Regions from separate parts of the Sus scrofa genome. Here region 1 is linked to region 2. The links are chromatin contacts, called in public Hi-C maps. All regions are on one chromosome and are shown on one strand. The core of a region is the stretch at or near the end of the contact, and the rest is flanking DNA. Distances in the headings are between cores, read along the strand shown.

The links. Hi-C and Micro-C count contacts between places; a contact is called where the count stands out from the background.
Region 1: a contact with region 2 is called in a Hi-C map of embryonic fibroblasts, with 2.2 times the contacts expected there. The contact joins the enhancer-like site here to the promoter of RRAS2 in region 2. A contact is called at or near these places in 1 of 5 promoter capture datasets (liver), 8 of 47 Hi-C or Micro-C datasets (blood, embryonic fibroblasts, epiblast stem cells and 3 more) and 1 of 2 datasets of contacts at active chromatin or transcription factors (skeletal muscle).

The regions. Positions count from the first base shown.
Region 1 is chr2:44,937,094-44,940,690 of Sscrofa11.1, forward strand. All of the region lies in intron 1 of RRAS2 (ras-related protein R-Ras2), which reads left to right. Among named protein-coding and RNA genes, the nearest start is that of RRAS2, 49 kb to the left of the region's middle. Within about 2 kb of position 1,943, at least 26 of the 83 cell types and tissues checked have an H3K27ac peak or open chromatin away from gene starts, as enhancers often do. A contact at or near this core is called in embryonic fibroblasts, fetal skeletal muscle, liver and 1 more, where this site is marked.
Region 2 is chr2:44,887,979-44,891,677 of Sscrofa11.1, forward strand. It overlaps RRAS2 (ras-related protein R-Ras2), which reads left to right and starts at 2,151. Exons shown (of 6, transcript XM_021083303.1): 1 at 2,151-2,548. The coding sequence starts at 2,441.

The sequences.
Region 1 (3,597 bases), core at 693-3,192, 49 kb after region 2:
TTTTGCTTCTGAAAAGGTCAAGCATGGCTTGCAGGATTGGGGTGAGCTGTCTCATAATGTAGCGTGCTCTTATTTGAACTGATAATCCTGTCTTCTATCTAGTGTCTCTGAGAGCTAGCTTTCCTGAGAGAATTACAAGTTTTAATTTGAGAGTAGAAGAAACAGTGGGGAGAGAGGAAAGAGACTTTGTACCTAGATTGTTTTCAGAAGGAGGCTAAAGCTAGGGTATGAGTGTAGTGGTAGTAGGGGGTTGGGGTAAAAGAGGAGGCTGCGGTGCAAGGGGTGCCCCAAGACAGGCTTTTCCCCTCTTTATAAGTGTAGCTTTGGGCTGGCTCTCTATTCTGGGAAGGGAAACAAAATTCTCTTCTCATTCTTCTTGGGCCAGATGACTCTGCTTAGGAGGTTAGAACTCAGTGTCAGTAATGGCTCAGGAGCATATTTCAGTGGTAGCTTTTGTGCCCTGGTCTCTGGACCTAAACACAGATTAGAATTCCCTGGGGAAATGAGCATCTAATAACTAACTTAGAAACAAACTTTTTTAATAGAACCGTATTGTAAGTTGACTTTGTATCATACTTTTTCTTATTGCATACCAGGCCCATTGATTTGCAACCAGATACTTTGCTTGAGGTGTGTATGTCATCACTGAGATTGCACAGAAGTCATGTGAAAGGCACATGGTGGCTTTAGACAGTCTGAGACAATTAGCAACATTGACTGAAGACCTAACTTTTGTTAAAAAGAAACTAAAGGGATTACTGGATTTAGGGTTGCTTTCATTATTCTGTTAGAATTCTGGAGGATAAATTATGGAGATCTCTCTAATTAAACATGTCAGATTAAATGAAGTACTAATTTCAGTCAGGAAAAAATATGTACTTGAATGAAGGAATATCAAGCATATTGGAAACATTTGACATCAAAATAAGGGAGGGTGTTGTAGGGAACAAAGGTTCTCTGTGACTTGACAGCTGCTGTTAAAAAGTGACACCAGGAAGAGCCCGGCTCTGGCTCACAGCTGCCTGAAGTTGCTGTAGTTTTCTCTAGTGTTACCAGAGGAATTCGCACTGCTCCTGTTTTAGCAAATAGAGGCCACTGATGGCTAATCAGGTCCTCATTGTACTCTGGGAAATCAATTCCTAAGTCCCCATTACAAGCTTCATAATTCTGGGTTTCCCAACAGCAGATATTTTGAGGCTCTAACTATGTATGTGCAAGGTTTCTGGGTGTTAGTGGGTCTTGAGTGGAATGAGGTGAAGAAAGCTCAGGATTCAAAAGGATCTCATATCCTCTTCCCTTAATCGGACCCTTCCTGAAGTACTTAATGTGCTGGCTCCAGATTTAAAAAAATAATAATAATTTTGGGAGTTCCTGTTGTGGCTCAGCGGTAACGAACCCAACTGGTATCCGTGAGGATGTGGGTTTGATCCCTGGCCCCCTTCAGTGGGCTAAGGATCTGGTGCTGGCTGTGAGCTGTGGTGTAGGTTGCAGATGTGGCTCAGATCCTGCGTTGCTGTGGTATATGTAGGCTGGCGGCTGTAGCTCTGTTTCGAGCCTTAGCTTGGGAACTTAGACGTGCTGCAGGTGTGGCCCTAAAAAGTCTCTCTCTCTATATGTATATACAAAAGTAGATTAGTGTAATATATACTCATCACATTACCCAGATTCAGTAGTTACCAAGGTTTCCCACACCGTTTAATATGTTTCCTTCTGCTCTTTCCCTTTCCTCTCCTCTCTCTGCTCCTCACGTGTTTAGAGGACTCCTGATGAGAATCTCACTGTGCTCAGAAATGCCCTGTCGTTTGTTTATAACTCCCCAGGGGCACCTTGGGTCTAGCCTCCTGTCCTTTTTATATGCAAGCCTAGTGGACTTTAACCAGTGAGCTGGGTTTGCTGAGTTTCCCAGAATCTCCAGTAAATTACCCTGCCAGAGTGTGGACCAGGCACCACTTTGTGGCAGTGCTTGGGAACTGCACTTTCACCAGCAGCTTGGTGTCCGGAGACAGTGCCTTGTCATTCCTGCCCACTAAAGGTTGAAGTTGCGTCAGCTCAGTCCCTTTCCTCCCTGGACCCCTCCTTATCTTCCTTAAGGCAGCTTCTTTGAATGGGAAGAGAAGGAAATGGCAATTCTCTTAAGCCAGGTGGAGCTCCTGTTGTGCAACCTAGTGGCGTATATGTGGGACTGACATTCCCAGCTATCACTATTGTGTTATTAAGGACTTTGGACAGCTTTACTCAGACCAGATTTTATCAAGGAAATAGATCTCCCTATCTGCATGGGAGAGATTTCCTAATCTTAAACATTTCTCCATAACTCCCAACAACCTTAAAAGGACTTAGGTCCTTTTGCCTGTCTTTCCAACTGGAAGACATCTCAGCTTTTGAAAGGGGGCATTCCCTTTCTGGCTGAGATCCTTTTCCATTATGCTTTCCTGTGACTTCAAGAAAGCACATTACTTTCTCCACCCCAACCCTCATTCCCACTTTCCTTAGACTGAACTCTGGTTCACTGTCCTTTCCTGCCCTTGCCTTGAGCTGCTGCTGTCTTCCGCAGTGGAATACTGTCCTTGTTTTCCCCCACCCCGCCTTGCTTTATGTTTATAAGTGAAAGTACACACAGTTCCTATGTAGGACTGCAGTATTAACTGCTTACATTTTGTTGCGTTCTGAACAAGCATGGTATTGGAATTTCATGCTCTCTCTGTTCTTTGGTATGATTAATATTCCCCCCATTTCCCTTGCCCCAAATTATAGCACAATTACTAGATGTTGTATAAAAAGCAATGGGTTTTGTAAAAGTAGGGACCTTGTCCCTCTGATGCCTCATGAGTGATTGTTAAACAAAAGAATGAAACCAAGAGAATGAGCAATCAGCTGAAGGGTTTCAGGTAGTGAAAAATAGCACTGAATGGCGAACACAGTCACCCTGGAGGGCCCTGCCCAAACTGGAGGGCTTTGCAAACTATGTAAAGAAAGGGATGCATCCGCTAAGCAACTGGGAACCATTTACATGTTTTATAGAGAGAGGTATAATTTGTATATGTACAAAGAAGTGCACACATCTTAAATGTACAGCTTGATGAGTTTTTACATATGTATATACTGTGTTATTACTGCTCAGACCCAGAAGATATTTCCAGGTCCTGATGAAGAACTTTTATCCTGATTCACATTTTGGATACCAAGTCCAAGGTTGATCAGTGGTATGACTAGGATTGGAATTACAGTAGGTGTTCCTGGCATTAGCAAATCTTTTTTTTTTGGTCTTTTTGTCTTTTCTAGGGCCGCACCTTCGGCATATGGAGGTTCCCAGGCTAGGGGTCTAATCGGAACTGTAGCCACCGGCCTACGCCAGAGCCACAGCAACGTGGGATCCGGTTCCTAGTCTGATTCGTTAACCGCTGAGCCACGACAGGAACTCCAGCAAATCTTTTTACTTGAATAAAAATGCTAGTTCATACCATCTAACAGCATGGCAAAAACAATACACTGGTTATTATGGTTAACATTTATTAGTCATCAACATGTCTTGGCACTTTATATTCATTACTTTATTTTATTTGTTCCGTGAGGTTTTGTTACTGTCCTGTTTTACAG
Region 2 (3,699 bases), core at 901-3,400:
TTTATATAAATGACTTCATTTTTATACATGAATTATGTGTGCCTATATATAAACATGCCATAAATTTATATAAATGATTTTATATCATATATATGAAGAGAGAAAAGTCGAGATAGTGAGGGGAGAATGATAACGGAAGTGGAGTAAAATGCTCACAATAGTTGAATTTGGATAAAGGTGCATGGGTGTTTGTTATACTTCATACATTCAAATTATTCCCAAATCAAATGTTTAAAAAACACACCCAGTTTACTTATTATTTTGTTCCTGATTTTGTAGGTCAGGAAGGGTGGTCTGGGCAGCTCTTGCTTAGGGTCTTTTATGCAGTTGCAGTCAGAGGCCAGCAGGGGCTGAAGTCATCTGAAGGCTAGATGGGGCTTGGTCTCCAAGGTGTCTCACTTGGCTGGCAGTTGATGCCCGCCATCAGCTAGGAGCTCAGCTGGACTTTTGACTGGTATGTTTATATGTGGCCTTAGCATGGCAGCCTCAGGGTAGCCAAACTTCTTACGTTGTTTCTCCCAGAGTGAGAATCCCAAGAGGACAGGTGGAAGCTGTGTGGCCTCTTTGGACCTAGTCTTGGAAGTTGTACAGCATCTCTTCTGCTGCATTTTACGTTCCAAGAGAGTCACTAAGCTGTTTCTAAGAACTTGCAGTCATGTTCCAAAACTGCCCTAAATGCTTACTACATGCCAGACACTGTTTCATGTGCTCTATATGTTGTAACTCATTTGATTCATACTAAAATCCCCTTACGGAAGGTAGTCTGTCTTTATTTTAGAGAAGACTGAGACGCAGAGGTTCAGTAAGTTCCCAACATCACACCATTATTGAAAGAGCTAGGATTTGAACCCAGACATTCTGTCCCCAGAGCTCACGGTCTCATCTATTACCTTATAATGTCTCTGTATACAGCTGGGATCCTTGTTACATTTGGTTAAACTGCCATACACATAGGTAATCACTTTTCATTTGCAAACACTTTTCATCTACAAGCACACTCCCCCAGCACAATCAAAATCATGTGACACAAGTCTAACCATTTCAGCTTTGACTTTTTTTTTTTTAGCTGCACTTGTGGCATGTTCCTGGGACCGAGAATGAGCCTCAGCCACAGCAGCAACCCAAGCCACTGCAGTGACAATGCCTTAACCTGCTGTATCACAAGGGAACAGCTCTGACTTTTGCATATGTGGTTTGCTTCCCCTGGAATACATTTCTTCCAGTGATTCATCTGTCTACATTATTTGTTCTTCAGGTCTTTTAGGAAGCCTTTGCTGACCACCCAACTCCAGAGTGAGTGCTTCTCCTCCAGAAGAGCATAGAAGCCACATGGTGCCTTTAGTTACAGCACTTATCATTATGCCTGACAATATGCCTGTTGTCCTGGCTGTTTCCCCACTGGACTCTTAGTTCCCTGAGGGCAGGGACATTATTTTGTTTATGAAAGGATTTGTAGCGCTAAGCACAGTGCCTGCAATGTAGTGTGAAAATATGTATAAACTAATCTCCCACACTCATCCCCTTGAATAAAATTACTGCATATTTCTCACATATAGACATAGCCAATAAGACACCCTCCCGTCAGATACAAAATGTGCCACATATACTCTTGTCCACGTGCCCTCAATCACTTGGTTCTGTCTCTGTGACATTCCTCATACAGGGTAACCACCACAAGCCTATCACACACACAATTATTGTGACAGCTCTAATCTTCAATCACTGTCATATACTGTTTTACATACAGTCATGGTCACCATCTGCACTCTCAAAACAGGATATTTGCCCTCCTACAAACTGAGTTAAGATGACAACAGCTTCATTTTTCACACACGCCTTTGCATACTGTATTTTTCATCCACACAATCCCTGACAAACACAATTATGGTTACGCACTGCTTACTGTTTTCTTCCCACTCCCGCTTGACGCCCACTTTTACACTCGTTCTCACACACCCATTCACTCACGCACGCACACGCGTGCACACGTCCACTCACAGTCAAGGGAATGGAAACACAAGTCTTCAGGGACCGAGCCCTCGGTCAGCTCCTGAATATCAGCCTAGGCCAGCGCAGCCCTGCCTCGCTCCGCCCCCTCATGCATATGCAGCACCTCAGCCTGGCGGCCCGGCCCCCAGACGGCCATTTGTAGCGGCGCTGGAGGCTGCGTTCGGCAGGCGCTGCAGAGACGTGTGGAGGAGCGCGCCCCCCGGACGCTGCGACCCTCGCCCCTGCGGTCACCCCGCTTCTCCGCGCCTCCTGCCGGACCTGGCCAGCCTGGGCGCCGCGCTGCCGCCCGGACCGGCCCTCCTGAAGCTCCCGGCGCCGGGGACCCTCGCCCGGCCGCTCGCCCGCAGCCCGCCGGCCGCACACGTCCCCGGAGCCGGGCCTAGGGCGGGCGGCGGCTCGGCGTGGCTGGGCTGGGTTCGGCGGCGTCCCCATGGCCGCGGCCGGCTGGCGGGACGGCTCTGGCCAAGAGAAGTACCGGCTCGTGGTGGTCGGTGGAGGCGGCGTGGGCAAGTCGGCGCTCACCATCCAGTTCATCCAGGTACCTGGAACGGGCCTGCCGGGGGCGCCGGGGCGGCGGCGGGCGGGGGCTTGCTCTACCTGTGGCGGGGCGGCAGCGGGGACCCCGCCCGGAGGCGCCGAGCGGGCTGGGGGCGGGCGGGCAGGGGGGCGCGGGGCCGGCTCTGCCTTTCTGCACTGCGGTCTGGGCGCCCGGCTCCTGCCTGCTGGGCGCCCTGCTTGGCGTCGGGGGAGTCGGGCTTCTCAGGAATGTGTCCGGGAGGGCGGAGCTGGGAGGGTAGCGCAGATCCACCTTATCGCTCCGGCGTGGCCCGAGCCCTTCGGGAGAGGTAGCGCCGTAGCACCGGGTTTCCTGCCCCGAAGTCGGGGCGCCGGGCTTAGGGCGTGGGGCTGGAGCCCCGCGCTCTGGGTTTCCAGCCGCCCCGGCCGCCTCCTGCACGGTGGGTGCGATCGCGGAGGCAACTTGGCTGCGGCTCCGCGTGGTGTTTGGGCTTCTCCGCGCACGCTGAGCGGGGGCTGCCCGCTTCTAGCCGAGTGTTTTCTCTTTGTGTGTTTGTGCATTTCTTTTAAGTAGTCTCTTAGGTAATGTGTCTGGGTGGGAGTGTGTAATAATGCCCCAGGGAAATGGTGGCCTCGAGGAAGTTAAGAATGTTCTCCGATAGGGCTGAGACCATTTCCTAGGAATTCCTGGTGCCTTCCTGCTTCTCGCTGTGCCAAGGTGAAGTTTAGGGTGGGCCAGGCTAGGAGATGACCGACCGACCGAGTCGCGTGTTCCGTGTCTGTTCCTATCGTTCTCTCCTCCACTCCCAACCCTCTCTGGTAGTTGGAGGCGGAAAGCCAGGGTTGTAAAGGAAGGGGAGATGGAATTCTTGATTCTTAGGCTTTGCTCTTGGTAGGAGGTTTGCGTGATCTCTTTTTGAGACTGGTAAAAAGAGAAACCTACATGTCTTTCTGCTTTTGTCAACCTGAAAGGTGTGGCATGTGCTGGGAGAGAATGAAAGTACTGCGTTATAACAGGTAACAAAGATACTCTCAATATATATGAAGAGTATTGTTAAGATGGTTTGATGAAATATTTGTTTTACCCATTGTTTTCAGTTGGGGTACCTGAATAGCTTATTTCGTTTCGCTTATATTGACATTAAAATACAAAGTACTGTAGCATAAATGTAG